2 separate regions of the Capra hircus genome follow, and region 2 is linked to region 1. The links are chromatin contacts, called in public Hi-C maps. All regions are on one chromosome and are shown on one strand. The core of a region is the stretch at or near the end of the contact, and the rest is flanking DNA. Distances in the headings are between cores, read along the strand shown. Region 1 holds the start of HS3ST3A1 (heparan sulfate glucosamine 3-O-sulfotransferase 3A1). Region 2 holds the start of LOC102184089 (heparan sulfate glucosamine 3-O-sulfotransferase 3B1).

What was found. Hi-C and Micro-C count contacts between places; a contact is called where the count stands out from the background.
Region 2: a contact with region 1 is called in a Hi-C map of blood, with 4 times the contacts expected there. The contact joins the promoter of LOC102184089 here to the promoter of HS3ST3A1 in region 1. A contact is called at or near these places in 3 of 5 Hi-C or Micro-C datasets (blood and liver).

Annotation. Positions count from the first base shown.
Region 1 is chr19:31,505,370-31,508,458 of ARS1.2, reverse strand. HS3ST3A1 (heparan sulfate glucosamine 3-O-sulfotransferase 3A1) reads left to right here and starts at 1,660. Exons shown (of 2, transcript XM_018064680.1): 1 at 1,660-2,278. The coding sequence starts at 1,680.
Region 2 is chr19:31,914,925-31,918,013 of ARS1.2, reverse strand. LOC102184089 (heparan sulfate glucosamine 3-O-sulfotransferase 3B1) reads right to left here and starts at 1,547. Exons shown (of 2, transcript XM_018064682.1): 1 at 978-1,547. The coding sequence starts at 1,525.

The sequences.
Region 1 (3,089 bases), core at 411-2,910:
GGGAGAAGACATTTAACTCCTCACTGGGGCGCGCGCACGCTCGCGCACGAAAGCACACACACACACGTACAAACAACACAAAGAATTCCTTCATCAAAAACTGGGCCTATGGATTTGGAATCGGAGTTGATTTCTTTAAAAAAAAATTCTGAATTTCTCCATTTGATTCAGTTATTGGCTCATTTCCTAATAGGTTGGTCCTTTCCATGTCCAGGGAAACTTTGATCATCCTAAAGCAACATTCGGGAAACAATGAAATGAAAAAAACTACAAAGCACCAAAAGCTGCTGCGGGCAGAAGGCTTCGCCCAGGAGTCCGCAGTGGACGGCAGGGTAGGTAGGAGGCGAAGCCGCAGCGAAGGAATCCAGTTCGCCCGGGACAGCCGGGGGCGCGGCGCGCGGCACGGTCCCGAGAACCGCCGCCAACCAAACTTCCGTAGGTTCGCGGAGGTGGGGAGCTGGCGGCTCCGGGATCAGGACGGAGCGACCCTTGTGGGAGGGACCCCGAGGACAGGCATCGGAGGGGTCGAGGCTGCGCTGGGCTGAGTGGCGTCGGAGTGGTTTGGGAGCCCCTGATGGAGCGCGGGCCTCGCGGGGTGGAAGTCAGGTCCCGGGGATCCGGCCCCCGCGCCTGCCGGTCAGAGGTCCCAGGAGCCGCCGCAGACCCGGCCTGGCTCCGAGGGGGCGAGGCAGCCGGCTGGGGTGGAGGGGGCGGGGTGGGCGGAGTAGGGAAGGGGCGTCGCCTCGGTCGCCCCCGCCCTCTCCGCGGTCATTGGGCGGCCGCCGCGGGGTCCGCGCCACCTTCTCCCCCGCGCACCGGTCCGCCCCCCCTGCGCTCCTCCGGGGGCTGGTCCGGCCCCGGCCGCTGACGTCACCGACAAGTTTGCTGCCCTCGGAGCTCCACGTGTGGCGGCGGCGACTGCCCGGGAGGCGGCGGGGAGGCGGGGAGCGCAGTGGCCGCGGCTGCAAACGGGTCCCGCGCAGCCCGGTTCAGCCGCGCCGCTCCCAGGTGGGGCCGAGAGCCGCCGGAGCGGCCGGGCGCGCACGGAGAAGAGCGGACGACTGGGCGAGGCCCCTCTGGCTCCCACTCCGGCAGAGGGACTCGGGGGACCTCGCCCCAGGGCCGGGAGCGCGCACCCAGGCGGGCCGGGGACCGAGCAAGCGGCGGCTTGGAGGCGCTGTCCCCACCGCGGTCTGGAGCGCGCGAAGCCCAGCGGCCCGGGAGCCGCGCGTCCGCTCTCCGGGACCGAGCGAGGGATGCACGATCGCTGAGCTGGGACGCGCGCTGAGAGGCTGCTCCGGCCCGGGGCTGAGACGTACTCCTTCGCCACCCGCCGCCGAGATCCCCGTTCCGGCAACTCTCGGGGACCTGGGGCGCCGAGCGCGGCCCCGGGCTGAGGACTTGGGCGAGTCTAAGACGATGGTTTCTTAAGCACGGCATCACGTCCCCCTTCCCGCCCCCTCGACCGACCGGAGGCTGGGATCCCGCGCGCGGCTCCGGGGCCTCCATCTCCCGGAGGAGCCCCGGCTGCTGCCGCCGGGGCAGCTCGCACGGCCGCAGGGGCGCAGGGCGATGTGGCCTCGGTCCAGCGCGCAGGAGCCCCCGGAGGATGTCCCGGCACCTGGAGGAGTCCCGGCCTAGCATGGCCCGCGCGCTGCCCGACGTTGCCTCCGGCTAGGATGGCCCCTCCGGGCCCGGCCGGCGCCCACCCCACCTCGGCCGAGCCGCTGTCCCGCAGCGTCTTCCGCAAGTTCTTGCTGACCCTCTGCTCTCTGCTCACGTCCCTCTACGTCTTCTACTGCCTGGCCGAGCGCTGCCAGACCCTATCGGGCCCCGTCGTGGGGCGGTCGGGCAGCGGCGAGGAGGCAGGGACCCCGGGCCGCGGCGTCCTGGCCGGAGGCCCGGGGGAGCTGGCCGCGTGGCCCGCGGCGGCGCGAAGGAAGCGCCTCCTGCAAGTGCGGCCGCGGCCGAGGCGCCGGCCGCCCTCCCAGCGAGACGACCGCGAGGAGGCGGCCGGGGAAGAGGAGCCCCCCGGGCTGGCGGGGAGTCTCGGCGGCTCCGGGGCCGGGAGCAGCGTGGCCGAGACTCCGCCGGGGACCTTGGCCCTGCTGCTGGACGAGGGGAGCAAGCAGCTGCCGCAGGCCATCATCATCGGCGTGAAGAAGGGCGGCACGCGGGCGCTGCTGGAGTTCCTGCGCGTGCACCCCGACGTGCGCGCCGTGGGCGCAGAGCCCCACTTCTTCGACCGCAGCTACGACAAGGGCCTCGCCTGGTACCGGTGAGCGGACGTGGGGCAGGGAGGGGGCGGCCGGGGCTCGCGGTGGGGGCCCCAGGAGCCCGTGGCGACCCTCACCGAGTGCATCTCCCTCCCAGATTTCATCAGTGGGCAGAGGGTCACCAGTAGCTGTCCTTAAGACGAGAGGTCTTTCCCCCACCCTACCTCTGTCTAAATATGGCGAAATATTTAGTACTAAACCCCTGTATTTTCCATTTGCCATATAGACATTATTTCCACAGTAAAGTGGAAGAGGGCGGGCGGGGGGGTGGTCGATATTTTGGCCTTAGAGACATTTTTCTTCAGTTTTTCGGATTCCTTTCTCCCCAAATAGCCCATCTCTTGATTTTCTCCTACTCTGTGGGAAGTAGAGAGAGAGAGAGAAAATGTCCCTGCCAAGTTAGAAACCTGCTCACCAATTACTAGATAAGTAACCTAGTGAGTGGATCCTTTCCCCAAGGAAACCTGTTTCTGTTTCTCCTTTATCTTCTGGGCGGTTCCCTGGGGTTAATGCAGTCTTTGCCATCGCCTATTTATTTACTTATGTTAACTCTTTGCCAGAGAATTGTCCTGGGTGGTAAGTAATATAGATAATTGTTCCGAGTGGTAAGTAATACAGACACTTAAAGTGTCAGAAACTAGACTCTAGGTTTGGGGGTATGTATGTGAGTGTGTTTTAAAAAAGGCTTTGTTGGCAATAACTTTTGTTTAGGGCAAGGAAATTGTACAAAATGCCTTCTGTATTTGTGGAAAAGAGTACCTTTTGTCTCTGGACTGGCAGAAACTTTTCTAAAGATCTTCAAACAATTCCCTT
Region 2 (3,089 bases), core at 298-2,797, 410 kb before region 1:
ACTTCCCGACACCGGAGTCTGGATCCCTTGCTCACCCGCGCCTCACCAGAAGCTCAACCAACCCAACCGCTCACCCCCAAAGACTGCGGGAGGCCTTGGTAAGAGGTCGTGATTATGACCCCCCCGGGGGGGAGGGGCAATGTCCCTTTGGAACCGCACCCATAACCCGACCCGAGAACCGAGTTTACGGAAGCCCACGCAACCCGCATTTCTCAAATTCATGCACCCATAATATTCTTTGCACCCCGGCGCGTCAAGGGCCCGCGGAGACAGGCGACCCTGCCCCGGGTCTCTCAGCGTCCGGGCCGGGGAGGCGGAAACCGGTGGGCCGTGCCCCGGGCGCCTGGGAAGCCTTCAAAGCGGCGCGCCTCCCGCCGGCTGCAGTGCGCGCCTTTGCCCGACAGGGACCAGCACCGCTCCACGCGCCGCGCGCCTGCCCGCTCGCCCTCCGGAGCCCAGGCTGCCGGGCCGCGAGCGGTCTGACCCTTTCGGAAAGTGAACGGACTCCCCGCGGCCTTCGCAGCACGGCGTCGCTCCCACTCCATCCCCATCCGGACAGCAGAAGCTGCTCTAGAAGTTGGTCTGGGGCGGAGACCGTCCCGGACCCGAGAGGAAAAATAAAACACGAGACTCGTTTGGGAGGCAGCCGCAGTTAGAGGGTTGCGCGCTTTTCTGAGCACCTTCCCAGTTGCTGGCCTCCTTCCTTGAGGAAAGATAGCCGGATTAATCCCTAGGCACCGTGGGCCGCTGAGCCGCCAGATAGTCTGGAGAAGTGTCTCCAGACTGGGGCGAGAGCGGAAGCAGCGCACCCCGTACGGCGCTGCGGGCCAGCACCGCGCGGTCGTCGCTCGGCTCCCCTTCCCGCTCCGGTGGTCCGAAGTTGTACCCCTGCCAGCTCCCCGGTGTACATGCCACGCCCGCGTCCTCTCCTCGTCAGGATCGCGGCTGGAGCCCCTGCCCCTGCCCGGGACACTCACCGGTACCAGGCAAGGCCCTTGTCGTAGCTGCGGTCGAAGAAGTGGGGCTCTGCGCCCACGGCGCGCACGTCGGGGTGCACGCGCAGGAACTCCAGCAGCGCCCGCGTGCCGCCCTTCTTCACGCCGATGATGATGGCCTGCGGCAGCTGCTTGCTCCCGGACCCGCTGAAGAAGCTAGAGATGGGGCTGGGGGAGTCCGGCGTCTCGGGGCTCTGCTCCTCCTGGCTCGTGGCGCCTTCGGCCACCTCTCCGCCCGCAGCCGACTGGGTGGCTGGCGCCGCCGGGAACGGCAGCCTCGGGGGAGGCCCGTCCGGACCCGGGGCCGGCGGGGCGTGGGCGGCGCCGGACCCGGAGCCCAGCAGCAGCAGTCCGGGCGCGGCGGCGCAGGAGCCGGCGCACGAGTAGACGAGCAAGTAGAGCCAGACGCAGAGCATGGCGAACAGCAGCGCGAGCCTCCTCCTCACCGGTGGCGGGGGCGGCGGCGGCTGCGGCAGGAGCCGGCCGGGGACATCGAGGCAGGACCGGCCGCCGCTCAGGCGCTGCCCCATGCGCTGCCCGCGCGCGCGGCGAGGGGCATGGCTCAGCACATGGCGCAGGGCCCGCCGGAGCAGGGAGCGCTGCGAGAGTTCCCTGGACGCCGGGAGGTTCGGCTTATTGGCCCCGCGCGCCCGCGGTCGCCGCTGTTGCTCTGCCCCAGGTGGCGGCGGCAGCTGCACGGCCGGCGGCTTTTGACATGTTGCCGGGAGGAGCCACAACTGGAACGAAGGTCGGGTGGTGGCAACTGCCGGCCTGGGGCTGCGACGCCGCGCTCGGGGCCGGCAGAGTTCTGCACTCCGGCGTTCCGACCCCTCCCGACTGTGCGCGCCGCACGGCCGCTCGCCGGGGCTGCCTCCTCGCGGTCCCGTGAACCGAGCTCTGAGCGCAGCCCCGGCGCTTCCCCGCGGAGGCTGCGAAGGAGGACTGCGCAGGAAGAGCGCCGGAGACCGAGGCAGAGTGGGCGGGCCCGGCCACCGGGAGTGATGGGTCACTCCACCTACCAGAAACCCGGGGCGCCATGCAAATCCCGCCGCTTAGCTGAGGGTTCGGCAGCCAACCAGCTCCCGGAACATGGGGGTGTGGAAAGGGTTCGGGGGCGGTGGAGAGCAATCGGGGGCTGCTATTGGCTGAGAGACAAGGGGCGGGCCTGGAGGGGCGGAACCAAGGCTGGTGACAGGCGCAGCTGGGAGGAAGGATGCTGGAGAGACCGCGCGCGCAGGGAAAGCGCCGACCCTCTTATCGCTGCACCCCGGGGCCCGCACACACTTCCGCACTCGTTCCCCAGGAGCCGGGCTCGGCTGCATTTGCCCCTGTGTGCGGACACGTCACCCCATCCAGATGGTTCGCGGGCGGGATCGTGGTGTGTGCGCGCGTTAGAAGTAGGGAAGGGGTGGAAGCGCAAGAGCCTGGTCGGAGATGCCCGCCCATCCCACTCCGGGACTCGGAGGGGGGCCCTTCCGGAACTGGCACGGGTTTAGGAAGTTTAAGTGGAAATCGCTGGCGAACTTTTTTCTTTAAGTCTCCTTCTTAATCTTTGTTGGGAGTTGATCTCTCTCGGGCAGCAGGTTAACGCGATCGGTGGATCGTTAGATAGTTCCTGAGGAACTATCCTTAGGAAAAATTCTTCCCTCGCTTCCCAAAGTGCTGGAGAAAGGTCGGGAGAAATTAACAGGGAGTTAAAGGCTGTGGGAATTTTTCCCGGCGCCGAAAAGTGTGTGAAAGTTGTGTCCGGATATGAGCTGTTGGGGACGTTGGAAAACGTTCTCTTCCCTTCCCATGAATAAATATCAAAGCCAACATTCGCCTGCATCAGGAGTCGGTTTGATTTGCTGACCTGTTACACGAAGTATTAGGTGTTTTCTCTATGTCGAAAGTCAACTCGGAGCAAATCGATCCTGGAGTTGCACTTAAAGACCACTCCAAGTCACTTTCATAGAGTGACCCGTCCCAGCTTGGCGGCGGCCTCGCTGCTACACTGATGCGCCGCGTTCCGGTTGGAAGCTTCGGCTCACCCCGGCGGCACTCAGGAAGTTCTGGATGAGAAGACTCGACCCCAGGGGGGTCAGAGGGCCTCCC